Regions from separate parts of the Sus scrofa genome. Here regions 1 and 3 are each linked to region 2. The links are chromatin contacts, called in public Hi-C maps. All regions are on one chromosome and are shown on one strand. The core of a region is the stretch at or near the end of the contact, and the rest is flanking DNA. Distances in the headings are between cores, read along the strand shown. Region 1 has its middle 130 kb from the start of NUAK1. Region 2 overlaps LOC106507478 (a long non-coding RNA gene). Region 3 overlaps NUAK1 (NUAK family SNF1-like kinase 1).

What was found. A called contact is a pair of places that touch in the nucleus more often than the background predicts.
Region 1: a Hi-C map of embryonic fibroblasts shows a contact between it and region 2, with 2.0 times the contacts expected there. A contact is called at or near these places in 5 of 47 Hi-C or Micro-C datasets (alveolar macrophages, embryonic fibroblasts, liver and 1 more).
Region 3: a Hi-C map of embryonic fibroblasts shows a contact between it and region 2, with 1.6 times the contacts expected there. A contact is called at or near these places in 2 of 47 Hi-C or Micro-C datasets (embryonic fibroblasts and liver).

Annotation. Positions count from the first base shown.
Region 1 is chr5:14,218,204-14,222,416 of Sscrofa11.1, forward strand. No RefSeq gene overlaps it. Among named protein-coding and RNA genes, the nearest start is that of NUAK1, 130 kb to the left of the region's middle.
Region 2 is chr5:14,358,674-14,362,894 of Sscrofa11.1, forward strand. All of the region lies in intron 2 of LOC106507478 (a long non-coding RNA gene), which reads right to left. Among named protein-coding and RNA genes, the nearest start is that of NUAK1, 270 kb to the left of the region's middle.
Region 3 is chr5:14,130,131-14,134,281 of Sscrofa11.1, forward strand. The region is part of intron 3 of NUAK1 (NUAK family SNF1-like kinase 1); the gene reads left to right. Among named protein-coding and RNA genes, the nearest start is that of NUAK1, 43 kb to the left of the region's middle.

The DNA of each region.
Region 1 (4,213 bases), core at 233-2,732, 140 kb before region 2:
CTTCTTATCGCACCCAAGGGCACAGTGACCTTCTGTCGCTCTGGAAAAACTCCTTGATGAATTGCACATTCCAGCCTTCAGAAGATTGTCCAGTGTGCACAGGAGTGTCGAGTGCCGAGAGGCTATGGGGGTGTCACGACAAGATTCTGATGCAATGAGAAAGATAAACCACAATTTGTTTAGCCACTGGAAGAGGATTTTCCGTTACTTGCAGCTGAAGGGACTCCCAAGGCGAGCATTTATCGGAAGACATCTCACTTTCTTTCAGTCCCCTGAACATGTCACTATTCTTGTGTTAGATAGGACTTCCCTCATACTCCCCCACCTCTGCCTGGCTCACTTTCTCCTCCCCTTTCTCACCCAGGGCCTCTCTTCATCCTTTTAATGCCCGTGCAATTTCCAGAAGGGGCAGGGGGAGACGAACCAATCAAAAGTGGTTTCCCCTCTGCTTTTTGAACCCAGGTCTGCCCAAATGCCGACAAAACACAAGTTTAATTGTTTTAATTATTAGATCCAACCAAATCTAAAATCATTCTATGGATGCTTCTAAACACTTACTCTCAATTTCCACACTGACTGGGAACAAAGAGTTCACTCTCCAGTCCTGGACCAGGGACCACAGTTTGAGTAGTTCTCCTTCATACGGTTCTGGCCACTGTGTGTATGCCCATTGGATGGGGCTCTGGTTGGCCACTGCTGCATAAAAAAGTCACTCCCCAAACTTCGCGGCTTAAAAAATTACTTAGCTCATATCTTTCATGATTTCTTTGAGTTAGGAATTTGGGGAGGGGTCTGGCTGGTCAGGTCTGATTTGGAATCTCTCATGCAATTGCAGTCAGAAGGTGGCTGGAGTTATAATAATGCAGGGCTGGAGCAGCTGAGGGCTGATTAGGAACCTCTCTTTCTTTGTGTAGTCATGGGACAATTTCATGCAGTCTCTCTGCATGGGCTAATTTGGGCTTCCTCCCAGCATGGCGGTCGGTCTCAGGGCAGGTGACTGCTGGCGTGGAGGCATAAATGGAGACAAAGTGTCAGGCAAGAGTGGACAACGTGTTATCTGAATCACCTTTTTGGAATTAGCCTCAGAAGTCCTGTAGTGTCACTTCTGCCTACTTATTGATTGAAATAGTCACAAAACCACATCTTTATTTAAGAGAAGGTATATTACACCTTAGCTTTTGAGGGCGTAGTGGCGATATTCTAGTAGAACATATGAGATGGGAGATAGTATAACCATCTTTGGACTATATAATCTGCCTCTATACACCCATTGCCCAAAGGATGAAGGCAGAAAGCCCAGTTCGCAGGCTGGGCTGGGTGAAAAGTAGAGTGGGATGTCATGGAGGCAGTAAGAAAGGAGGGCTGGTTTGTACTCTGTAGGAGGTAGAAATCACGAGGAAATGGTGATTGGGAAACGAGGAATGAAGGAGAAAGGGGAGCAAGCCCGTGCCAAAGATTCCTGGCTCTGCCGTTTGGGTGGATGGTGGGTCATTTGAGTTGGAGAACGTAGGAGGAAAGGCAGGAAGCAGGAGGGGGCTGTGGATGGGTTTGGCTTGGGCCTTGCTGAGTTGGACTCACATTGCCTGATTCATTAAAATTCTTCCCACTGTAAGACCGAGCGACAGTGTGGAGACTGGAAAAGCCTATATCCAGTGCTTAGAAACCGTCTACGTATGGAGGGTTTCTAAGCACTGGATATAGAATGTGTCAGGTCTCCAGACAAACCTGAGCCACGGAAGGGCTGGGCACCAGGGCAGATGGACACACCTGAGCAAAGACGTTGGTAAATGCAACACAGGGCAGTGGTTGCCAAATTGCCTGATGGTCAGAATCTCCCGGGGAGCCTGTTAAAAATAAAAATTCCCAGGCCCCACCCCACAGCTACTGTATCAGAGTGATGGGGTAGGGGAGGGCCTGGGAAGGCCTCTTTTATAAACACCCCAGGTGATTCTGCGGATCGGGCAGGTCTGGCCAACACGGGGGAGTATGGTTGTGCATTGCACAACTGCAGGTGGACCATCCGCATAAACAAAATGCTAGCGCCCTTGGCCTTGTGCGAAACTGTCATCCAGACTTAGACAGAGCTCTGGAGTTAAACGAATGTGAGTGTGAATTTGGGCTCCATGGCTTCCTACTGTGGGATTGTGGGAATGTGAGATCAGTGTGTCAGTTCCTCATCTCTAAAATGGGGATGATTAAATCATATACAAAATGTCTTGGAGCCCCCATCGAGGCTCAGCAGAAATGAATCTGGCTAGTATCCATGAGGACGCAGGTTTGATCCCTGGCCTCGCTCAGAGGGTTAAGGATCCATCGTTGCCATGAGCTGTGGTGCAGGTCACAGATGCAGCTCAGATCTGGCGTTGCTGTGGCCATGGCATAAGTTCTGGTGGCTACAGCTCTGATTCAGCCCCTAGCCTAGGAACCTCCATATGCTGCAGGTACATCCCTAAAAAAAAAAAAAAAAAAAAAAAAAAGTCTGTATAATGATTCACTGAGTGTCTTCCAATTCCAATTCTCTGACAGCCAGTGGGTGTCCTACAATTCAGTTCTGACACTACTGAGATTAGCATCCAATCCCACAAGTTAAAGGGTGAGGTCCCCAACAAAACTGCTCTTACTTCAGATGCCAGAAGCAAGTGGGGGTCTCCAGGCGACTCGCATCTTCTCTGACTTGGCTACGAATGCAGGGGTTCTCCTGATCCCTACGCCCCAGGTCTGATAATTTGCTAGAAGGACCTAAGGGAACTCAGGACACCGCTACGCTTAACAATTACCATTTAAAGGATCAAGGATACAAATGAGCAGCCAGAGGGAGTGGTACATAGGACAAAGTCTGCAAGGGTCCCAAGTGCAAAAGCTTTTGTCCCCAGGTGACCATGATGGGTCTTGAGGTTGGAGAAGCACGGCCCTAGAGCTACTGTGTGAAATCAAGTTTCCTGAGCTGTGAGAGGAGGTGGCTAGGGACCCTGGATCAGGATGTGGCAGACACCGTGGGTCTCCTACCCAGAAGCTCTCCTTCCGCCCTCATGCTTGCTGCCAGGACAACAACTGAGTTTTAGGTAATGGGTGTCTGTGCTATTCTGGAGAGGCTGGGCAATCACCCAGCCTGGAATCCTGATTGGTGGAAACCAATCAAGGGACCCTCCTTCCTCTCGCCACTGCAGTTTTGAGTGTGGCCACGTGAGACAGGAGGGGATGTCGACAGGGGCTTCGGGAATGGCCCTCCTTGTGGAGTGAAATGATAAGGGGCACTCGTTCCCCTTTCTGTCCCTGGACCTCAGGGTCAGCAGGGGATACCTGGGGTGGAGCAGCCATCTTGGGAGCAAGAGGAGAGCCAGCCTAAGCAGATGGGTTGGCACAGTGAGGATGGTACGGTGAACCCCCAAGCCTTCCTTCCCCCAAGGCCCTTGAAGACATGGTTGAGATGCTGGATTAATCCAGTCTGCAGCTACTCTCCCTCAGGAGCTCTTAAGACAGATAATAAAGGATAGATGTCTAATGGGACTTCTTTCTCCTTTTTTTTTTTTTTTTTTTTTTGCTTTATAGGGCCACACTTGTGGCATATGGAATTTCCCAGGCTAGGGGTCTAATCGGAGCTGCAGCTGCCAGCCTACACCACAGCCACAGCAGCGCCAGATCTGAGCTGCATCTGTGACCCACACAGCTCATGGCAACGCTGGATCCTTAACCCACTGAGCCAGGCGAGGGCTCAAACCCACATCCTCATGGATATTAGTAGGGTTCTTAACTCGCTGAGCCACAATGGGAACTCCCGGGACTTCTTTCTACTCTTTTTTTTTTTTTTTTTTTTTTTTTCCCACTGTACAGCAAGGGGGTCAGGTTATCCTTACATGTATACATTGCATTTACAGTTTTTTTCCCCCACCCTTTCTTCTGTTTTCTTTCTACTCTTGACCAAGGTTCCAGACCTGAGAACTAGAGGCACCTCTCCACTCCCCCAGCGTTTTACAAAGGGAGGTACTAGACCAGGTCTCCCTGTCTTGGCACTGTTGACATTTGGGACCAGATATACTAATAATGTTAAGAAGGGACGCCGGCTCATTGCAGGATGTTTAGCAATAACCTTGCCTTTCGACCCCCTAGAAGCCAGTAAGAGTCCTCCAGACCTGACAACCAAAAAGCTCCCTAGACATTGTCAGATGTTCCTAAAATGGGGGGGGGCACCCAATTGCCCCTGATTGGGAACTTC
Region 2 (4,221 bases), core at 263-2,762:
TGGGGCTTTGACACTGCATTTGGGGCGGTGACGCATTCAGTCCACAGCAGGCTCTCTCTCCATGCCCTTGGCTCTACAAGTGTTGTTCCTTCCTTTATGTCGGGGTGGAGGGGGCGTTATTCTGTCACCCTGGCCCAGCCTCAGCCTGACTCAGCCCTGCGGCCCTGGGCCTTGGGAAAGGGGCCTTTCCAGCATCTCTTCCCCTCTTTCAGTGGTAGCCAGACTCTGGCGGGAGGCTGCGGGTGACCCTGGGCAGGAAGGGTTTCCTCTTCTCTGTACTGGGCTGAGTGTCCCCTCCCCCAAATTCATGTCCACCTGAAACCTCAGGATGGGACTTTATTGGAAGTGAGATCTTTGCAGATGGAGTTAGGATGAGGGTCTCCTGGACAAGGGTGGGCCCTAAAGCCAGTGACCGGCGTCTGTGTGAGGGAAAAGAGAGGGAGACAGACACACAGACACACGGAGGGAAGACAGCCGTGTGGCCGAGGCAGGATCGGAGGCACGCGGCTACAGTGCAAAGAACCCCAAGGCTGGCTGCTGGCGCCCAGGGAAGCTGGGAGAGGGGCCCGGGAGAGACAGGCTCTTCCCCAGAGCCTCCATCCAGAAGGAACGAACCCCGTGCACATCTTGATTCCTGACCTCTGGCCTCCAGAAGTGTGAGAGCACAGATTTCTGTTGCTGAAGCCCCTCGTTTGTGGCACAGCAGCCCAGCAGTCAAATCCTCTCTCCCCAGAGGTGGCCAACTTCAGCTTGGCGCCAGTTCGCCATCCTGGGCGCACAGCGCCTGGCTTCCTTTCCCCAGGGAGGAGGTCTTATTTCCACCCCCGACCCAGAGCAATGGATTGCTGTCTGGGCCTGTGGACCAGAAGCTTGCCTCGGCTCCCCCAGCACCTTCAGGCTTGGCTTTCTGAGGAGAAGGACCTGGAAAGCCATGAGGCTTTGTGCCTGTCCCCTCCTGCCTGCCTGTGCCACCACTGGGGCTCTCTAGCCTCTGGCGTGTCATTCGTCTTTCCCACGAACACGCAGGGGAGGCCCGCGGAGGGACAGGCCTCGTGAGCGGGGCCGCCTCCCACCGCACCTGGCCGCCCAGCCCCTCCGAAGGCCACGCTGGCCTTTGAGAATGGGGAGCGTCCGAGCGGATCTCCTCGCCCACCGGCCCCTGGAACAGCGGCTCCCTCGCTCCCATCCTCCTGCGGAGGTGAGAGGGCTGTGCCACCTGCCGCTTCGGGAGTGTGCGGCTCCTTGGAATGCAGTTTCCTAAGTAGCTTTGCAACTTCCGCTCTCTTGACAGTCTCGGGAAAAGTGATGCTTTCATAAATTAGCCAGCATTTTTCGTCCCCGTTAGGGTGGGACCTGTGTTCTCTCGGGGTTTGCAACATTTTAAGCATAAGTGGAATTCCTTAACGAAAATTTATTCTAAATATAACTTAGTACAATTTCTCAGGGGCCTGGATTTGACTCCAGGCTCTAAAGCTCCCTAGCTCTGGGACCTCTGGCAAGTGGCCTAACCCCGCTGAGACTCGGATTCTTCCTGTTAGAATGAAAGGGTGATGAAATGAACTCCCCAGTCTCATTCAGCTCTCAGACCCATTCTTTTAAAAGAAGATACTGGAGCTGTCTTACAGACTGGAATATTCTTTTGCCTCGTTTTAATGTCAAATTTTCGGGGTACCTTGTCTTGATTGGATAACAACTGTTTGTTTTTCCAACAGGGGGCTGGGAGGGTGGGTGGGTGAGGAGGCTCCCTCTGCAGGTCCCAGGCTTTGATGTGCTTCTGGTCACACCTAAGGTGTAGCCTTTGAAGCTGACACAGTGAGCCTTGCTTACTTCTTAAACTTACCACAGTCATTAAGAAACTTATTTTAAACCTATTTGCATTCTATTTGTGGCATTTAGGGAAAGGCGGCCTGGTGCCTGGTAAGGTGAAATCTATCAATAGAGAATTTTCCCTTTTCTGCTATTCCTGAGACACTCCCGCCCTTGAAGGGGCCCCCTCAGTGTCAGGGCCCTGGCACGAATGTTGGAAAGGGGCAGACAGCTTCCCCAAGCCAATGCCATGCACCTCCTTTCTCTGGCTTGAATATTTTTAAAAACGGTTTCCATCTCAGGGGCATATGCCAAACCCTGGTTCCTCCCTAAAATAAAGTAGCTCCGTGAGCTGCGCTGTTTACGGAATGGCTGCAGCCTTTTGGCTGACTGCGGTTTTCTGTGATGGATGTTACTTGGGATAAGAATATCTTTTTTTTTTTTTTTAAGGGCCACACCCACGGCATATGGAGGTTCCCAGGCTAGGGGTCTAATCGGAGCTATAGCTGCCGGTCTACGCCATAGCCACAGCAATGCAGGATCCGAGCCACATCTGCAGCGTACACCACAGCTCAGTATATTGCTGGATCCTTAACCCACTTACCAAGGCCAGACATCAAATCTGCGTCCTCATGGATGCCAGTCAGATTTGTTAATCACTGAGCCATGATGGGAACTCCAAGATAAGAATATTCTCTTTCAGTGTTTTTGTGAGGCAGAGATGAGAAAAATCATGTAAGAGGGTTTGCCAGGGTTTGTTGTTGTTGTTTTCAGTTATGTCACTAAAAGATATGTTAAGTTGGGACAATTATTTTATATATGTGTTCATTTGTTCATCATATAATCCACATTCGCTGGGTAGCTAGGATATATGCCAGATACTACGCTGGGTGCTCGGGACACAGCAGTGAGCAACACGGATGAGGGCTTTGCCTCCATGAGGCTTGTAGCACAGCTGGGAAGAAATGAGATAGATATTTACATAAAACGGTGTTTTAAATTTTACTTGGGATAAGTACTAGTAAGAGAGGTAGAGGGTGTTGCCATTGCTGACTACAAGGGTGCAAAATCAAATCTGGAGGATTAGAAAGGCATCCGTGGTAAAGCGACACTTGGCTTAGATCTGAAGTAAAGTAGGTATTGAGGAGACAGTGAGAGGGGAGGCGAGCATAATCCAGTTAGAGGAAGCAGCATGTGCAAAGGCTCCACGGTAGGAAGGAGTTTGGAGAAACCAACGCGTGCAAGAGGAAAGACTATGCACACACACTCATGTTTCGGAAGTTTCCCTCAGTGAGATGCATAGTTTCTCTAAATAACTATTAGAAAGCTGACCAGGAGCTCCTGTTGTGGCACAGTGGAAACGAATCCAACTAGGAAACATGAGGTTGCCGGTTCGATTAGTTGGGTTAAGGATCCGGCATTGCTGTGAGCTGTGGTGTAGGCCAGTGGCTACAGCTCCGATTAGACCCCTAGCCTGGGAACCTCCATGTGCCAAGGGTGCGGCCCCAAAAAGAAAAAAAAAAAAAAAAAAAAAGCTGACCAGGTGGCAAGTCCCATTCATGGGCACAGTGCTTCTGTTCAGTGTCATGGGACTTCATTCTTAAATAGGCACAGATGACTAAGACTCTCCTGACCTTTGAGAAAGTCCTTTTAATGTGAAATTCCTACCACAAGAGAAAATAAAGAGGAACGCGGAGAATCAGTCTAATTTTCAGGGAGCAGAAAGAAATTTTAAAGTGAAACTACACTGCACTAAACTGGCCAGAGAGATTATTGCATCCACGACAAATGAACACAGTAGTATCAAAAATAACATTCAGAGAGAAAGCTAGAGCTCTCGGAAATTAAAGTTATGACAGCTGAAATGAAAACTAATCAATAGACAGGTTGGAAATTAAAGCTGAGGATTCCTTTTAGAAAGTATTAAAAAAGCCAAAGAGATAGAAAATAGGAGAGAGAAGATAAGGAACTCATTTCATCAGCCTTGGAGGCTCAATGGTTTACTAAAAGCATGTCCACAAAGGGACAACAGGTGAGAAGACAGAAAGGAAATTATTAAGGAAATAACACAGGAAAAGGTCTCAAGAGCAGGCAAAAATAATACTTCTATGGAAAGGAGGAATCTATTGCTCCACCCCTTGAGTCTAAGCTGGCTTTGCAACTTGCTTCACCCAACAGAATGCAGCAGAAGATCCAGGCTTCAAGAAGCTCTGTGTATTTCCACTCTTGCTCTTGGGACCACTACCAACTACTGCAAACTGTGCAAACAAGCTCAGCTACCCTGCTGGAGGATGAGGGACAATATGGAGCCGAGCTGGGTGATTCTAGCTGAGCTCAGCCTAGATCAGCTAGCCGGGCCAGATCATTGGAACTGCTCAGCCCAGACAAAATTGCTATCGATAACCAACTTTGGAG
Region 3 (4,151 bases), core at 1,396-3,895, 230 kb before region 2:
TCAGACATTTGCTAATCTCTTCCTGCTGGGGCCTTTCCTTACCTCTGTCTTTCTTTGTAGATGTGGGCGAGGATTGAAGGAAACTGGGGAGGGGGCTTGCTCCATAATATCAGGCATCCCTGAGAGTTCCCACTGTGGCACAGTGGGTGAGAACCCGACATAGTGTCTGGGAGGATGCGGGTTTGATCCCTGGCCTCATGCAGTGGGTTAAGGATCTGGCACTGCCACAAGCTGCTATGCACGTCGCAGATGTGGCACGGATCTGGTGTTGCCATGGCTGTGGCATAGGCTGGCAGCTGCAGCTCTGGTTTGAGCCCTAGCCTGGGACCTTCCATATGCTGCAATGTAGCTGTAAAAAGAAAAGAAAAAATAGAATCCAACTGCAGCCTCTTGGCTTACTGCAGAGGTGCAGGCTCGGTCCCTGGCCCGGGGCGAGTGGGTTAAAGAATCAGGCATTGCTGTAGCTGCAGCATAGGTTGCAGCTGCTGTTCAGATTCAGTCCCTGACCTTGGAACTAACATGCTGCAGGTGCGACCACTTAAAAAAAAATCGGGTATCTCCGTGTGTCTCTTTGGTAGCCTTTGGCCCCGAGGGTGATCATGTAATTATGTGTGTGATTTTTGCCTATTGTCCTCGTCCCTTTGACTCCCCCTTGGGGGCTGGGGGCAGGATCACATTGGATGGTGCAGGCTCAGCACCACGCTTGGTACCTGCTCGAAAGGATTACGTGACTGAACAGTCAAGACCCAGAAAGGCTGAAGTGGATACCGTGAGTCAGCATTTTGACTCTAAGTGGGAACATTGGATTCCCCTGTTCAGCTGGGAACTGTAAGAAGGGGAAGGGGGAAAATGGTCCTGAGGTTGCTTTTTGGGTTCCAGTTGTTCATCCCCCTGCGGAGGACCCAGGAGCCAGGATGCTCGTGTGGGTCCAGCTGTTCTGAGCTCCTGGACGTTTCTGACCAGGGTACAGTTTGAAGACTCAGGAGAGAGAGATTTCTTGCTTTTTGTGCAGTTTGGGAACAGATGTGGTCTCCGTTCCCTAGGTCTTGAGTTGCCGTCCCACGAGGCAGCAGCAGGGGTTCAAGTCTGTTCCCCGCGTGGAGGGAGGGAAGGCAGGCGGCCCTGTTAACGGGATATTTTCCACGGGTTAAACATGGCTGGCATGTATCGAGCACTCAGCCTGGGCCAGGCATGTGCGAAGCCGTTTAATCCTCATAGGGAACCTGTGAGGTAGGTACTGTTTTTCCCCTACTTGACAGATGAAGAAACTGGAGCACAGAGAGGTGATGCAACCTGCTCAAGGGCCGTGGTTTTCGCCAGGATTTGAAGCCTTGAACTTAACCATTAGGCTCTACTGCTTCCCTGTGTGCTGGCTCACTTTCTCCTTCAATGTCACGAAGGGGGACTGTGTTCCGTTACACGAGCTGCATTTATAGATCTCATTCTCCTTTCTAAACCGGCTCTTCAAACATGTGACAGCCATTCTTAGCTCTGGGTCCTATGGAAACCTACTGGGACCTGGATTTGGCTTCAGGCTGAATATGCAGCCCGCAAAGAAGCAGGATCATTTCAGATGGTTCAGGAAAGGTGGAGAGAGAGAAAGAGGATAAGGCCAGGAGTGTCCTTATCAGCTCGAGGAGTCAGGGAGGGCCTCCCTAGGTGACCACGGTGCTGATGCTTGAGTGACAAGGATGTAAAGATCCGTGGTGTATAGAGCACTTGGCACCGGGTCTGTACCATCTATTAAATGCCCTGTGAATGCCTGTTATTCCTGTCCTTACTGTTTTTGTGATTGGCCATTAACTGGATCCGTGACCTTGTCGAGTCATCTCACCGCTCCTGGAAGTTGAATTGAATATCTTCCCCCTGGCCTTGACAGTTGCACAGTTCTGAGTGGTTTCTAGCATTTGTCTCCCATCCCCCCGCTTTGAGATGGGGGGCAGAATGAGCCCTCTTGTGTTTGCCATGGAAGATGCCTTGTCGGAAGAAGGACGCTTTTGTGGAGGGACTGTGGCCATTAACATTTATGGAGTCCTTTTTGTTTCCTCGGTGCTGAGTAGGGTTTTATTAGAATGTGGGCACTTTTCCTTTTCGTCCTGGGCTGGAAGCATCGCCCCCGCCCCCCGGCCCCCGGCAGACACACCGTGGGACCGTTGGCCTCTCGCTCACGGCTGAGGGGATTGGCAAGTGGGCTCTTTTCTTGCCCCCCAGAATGTTTGCTACCCTCCCTTGACCCTGGAAGGTAAAAGAATTTATTTCTGCTGTCTTTTGACAATAGGGTCTCCTCAAGGCCAAGTTCAGACGGCTGCATAGTCAAAGGGGTGGTTGCTCCCCTCAGCCCCTCCTGAGTTCATGGAGGAATGTAGGAGCTGGTCCAAGAGCCACCCACATCCTCTGTGGCCTGTGTGTGTTCACTGTCTGCTTCCTCCCAGAGCAAGCTCCCAGGATTGCAGGCCTGGCTCAGATAAAATAAAGCCTTCCAGTCAGATCTTTACATTTGACGCAAGCAGAGGTGGGCCTTTCTTGCTGCACAGGATGGGGCCTGGGGGAGCTGGGGAGCTGGGCACCGCGGTAAAAAGGGGCCTTGAGGCTGGATGCTCATTCATCTCTGTGCAGCCTTTTATCCAGCCACGTGGTCCACCCACAGTCCTTGGGGGAGGGAGCTGCCTGCCCCGGGTTTACAGCAGGGTGTCCAGCGTTTCCTCTGCTTTCTCCATTCCTCGATGGCCCACGTAGGGAGGATGCCAGAGGATCCTAAGTCATCTTCCTAACGTGCCCGTCTTGGCCGTGTTGTTTGATGGGCGGGGTCTCTCTTTTTTTGCTCCAGTTCCACCATCTCTTCCCTGGTCTGGCCTTTCACCTTCCCGATGACATCAAGCCCTCCCCTCCCCTCTCTGCCCTCCTTCCCACCTTCTCCCTTTCCTTCTCTGTCTACATGCCTGCCCACACTCTGTGCTTTCTCAGGCATGCCACCTGCCGGGCATGGTGTTAGCCTTGGAGATAAAGAGGTGAATAAGATCCCCAGGAGGGTGGCATCAAGTGACGAAACCAGTACTGATTTAATGACAGCTGGGGAAGGTTCTGCTCATGAGACGTCCAGGAACCTGCCAGTTGATTTAACCAGCCAACAGCAAAAAGAATACTAAGCTCTTCCCAGTTCTTGTTGAGTCATAGATGGTCTGATTGTAGTTTAGAAGCATTTCCATGTATAGAGCTGCGTGGGGATCTAACGCAGGTCCAACGTTGCGAATGTTCACAGATGTGAGTGCGTTCCTGCTGAGGCTGGTGAGGCTGCTGTGCTTGACCCTGTGATGGTCAAAGTGTGGCCCTGGGCTGCTGCTCACAAAGCCTTTTTTCTCCAGAGCACTTCGTGCCTTTGCAATCCAGAGGGATGGTTTTACTTCCTTTCATCCAGGAAAGGGGCTAAGGTGAAAGTCGAGGTCACAGCAGAACCAGGTTGGAGGGGGCTGAAGCAAAGCTGGCAGCAGATTGGTTGGCAGGCTTCGTTGTAACCCACAGATAACTCCCCCCACCAGAGTAGTTTTTGCCCCCCTTTAGAGCCAAAGTGGATTAAATTACCAACCAGCTTGTCTATGAGCAGAGATGAAGCCATTGGCAAACATTATTATTATTCCTTATTAGATTCCCATTGTCATTTGATGCCTTCTGATTGATGTGTTTCTTTTGAGTAATTGATCTGTGCAGTGGCCCTGGCAGTCCTCTGCAGTTTGGATTTGCAGATGATGTTGGCAAGGAGCTTTCAGAACCAGCCGGGGTTGGGCAGGGAGTCGAGCTGTTGCTTCCTTGTTTCACTCTGATTTTTCTCTAGCAGCCTCTTGGTCACATCACGTGCTGTCAGAGGTGCCTTCATGAGAGGAAGGATGTAGGAAGGATTTGGCTTCTGAGCAATTGCATCAGCACGGCCGGGGCTGAAATCTTAAAACCCAAGGTTTGAGCAGAACTGGCTTGGCGATGGGGCCCCCCACCCGAGCTCAAGCCTTTTGTAGTCATTGCTGAGGCAGCCGGGTGGGGCTGAGTGATGCTAATTTCGCCTAGCCAAGTGTAGGCATTGACACCCTGTAAACCAAGCTCTCTCTTTTTTTTTTTTTTTTTATTTTTTCAAAGGATCAAGATCCCTAGAGTAAATGAAT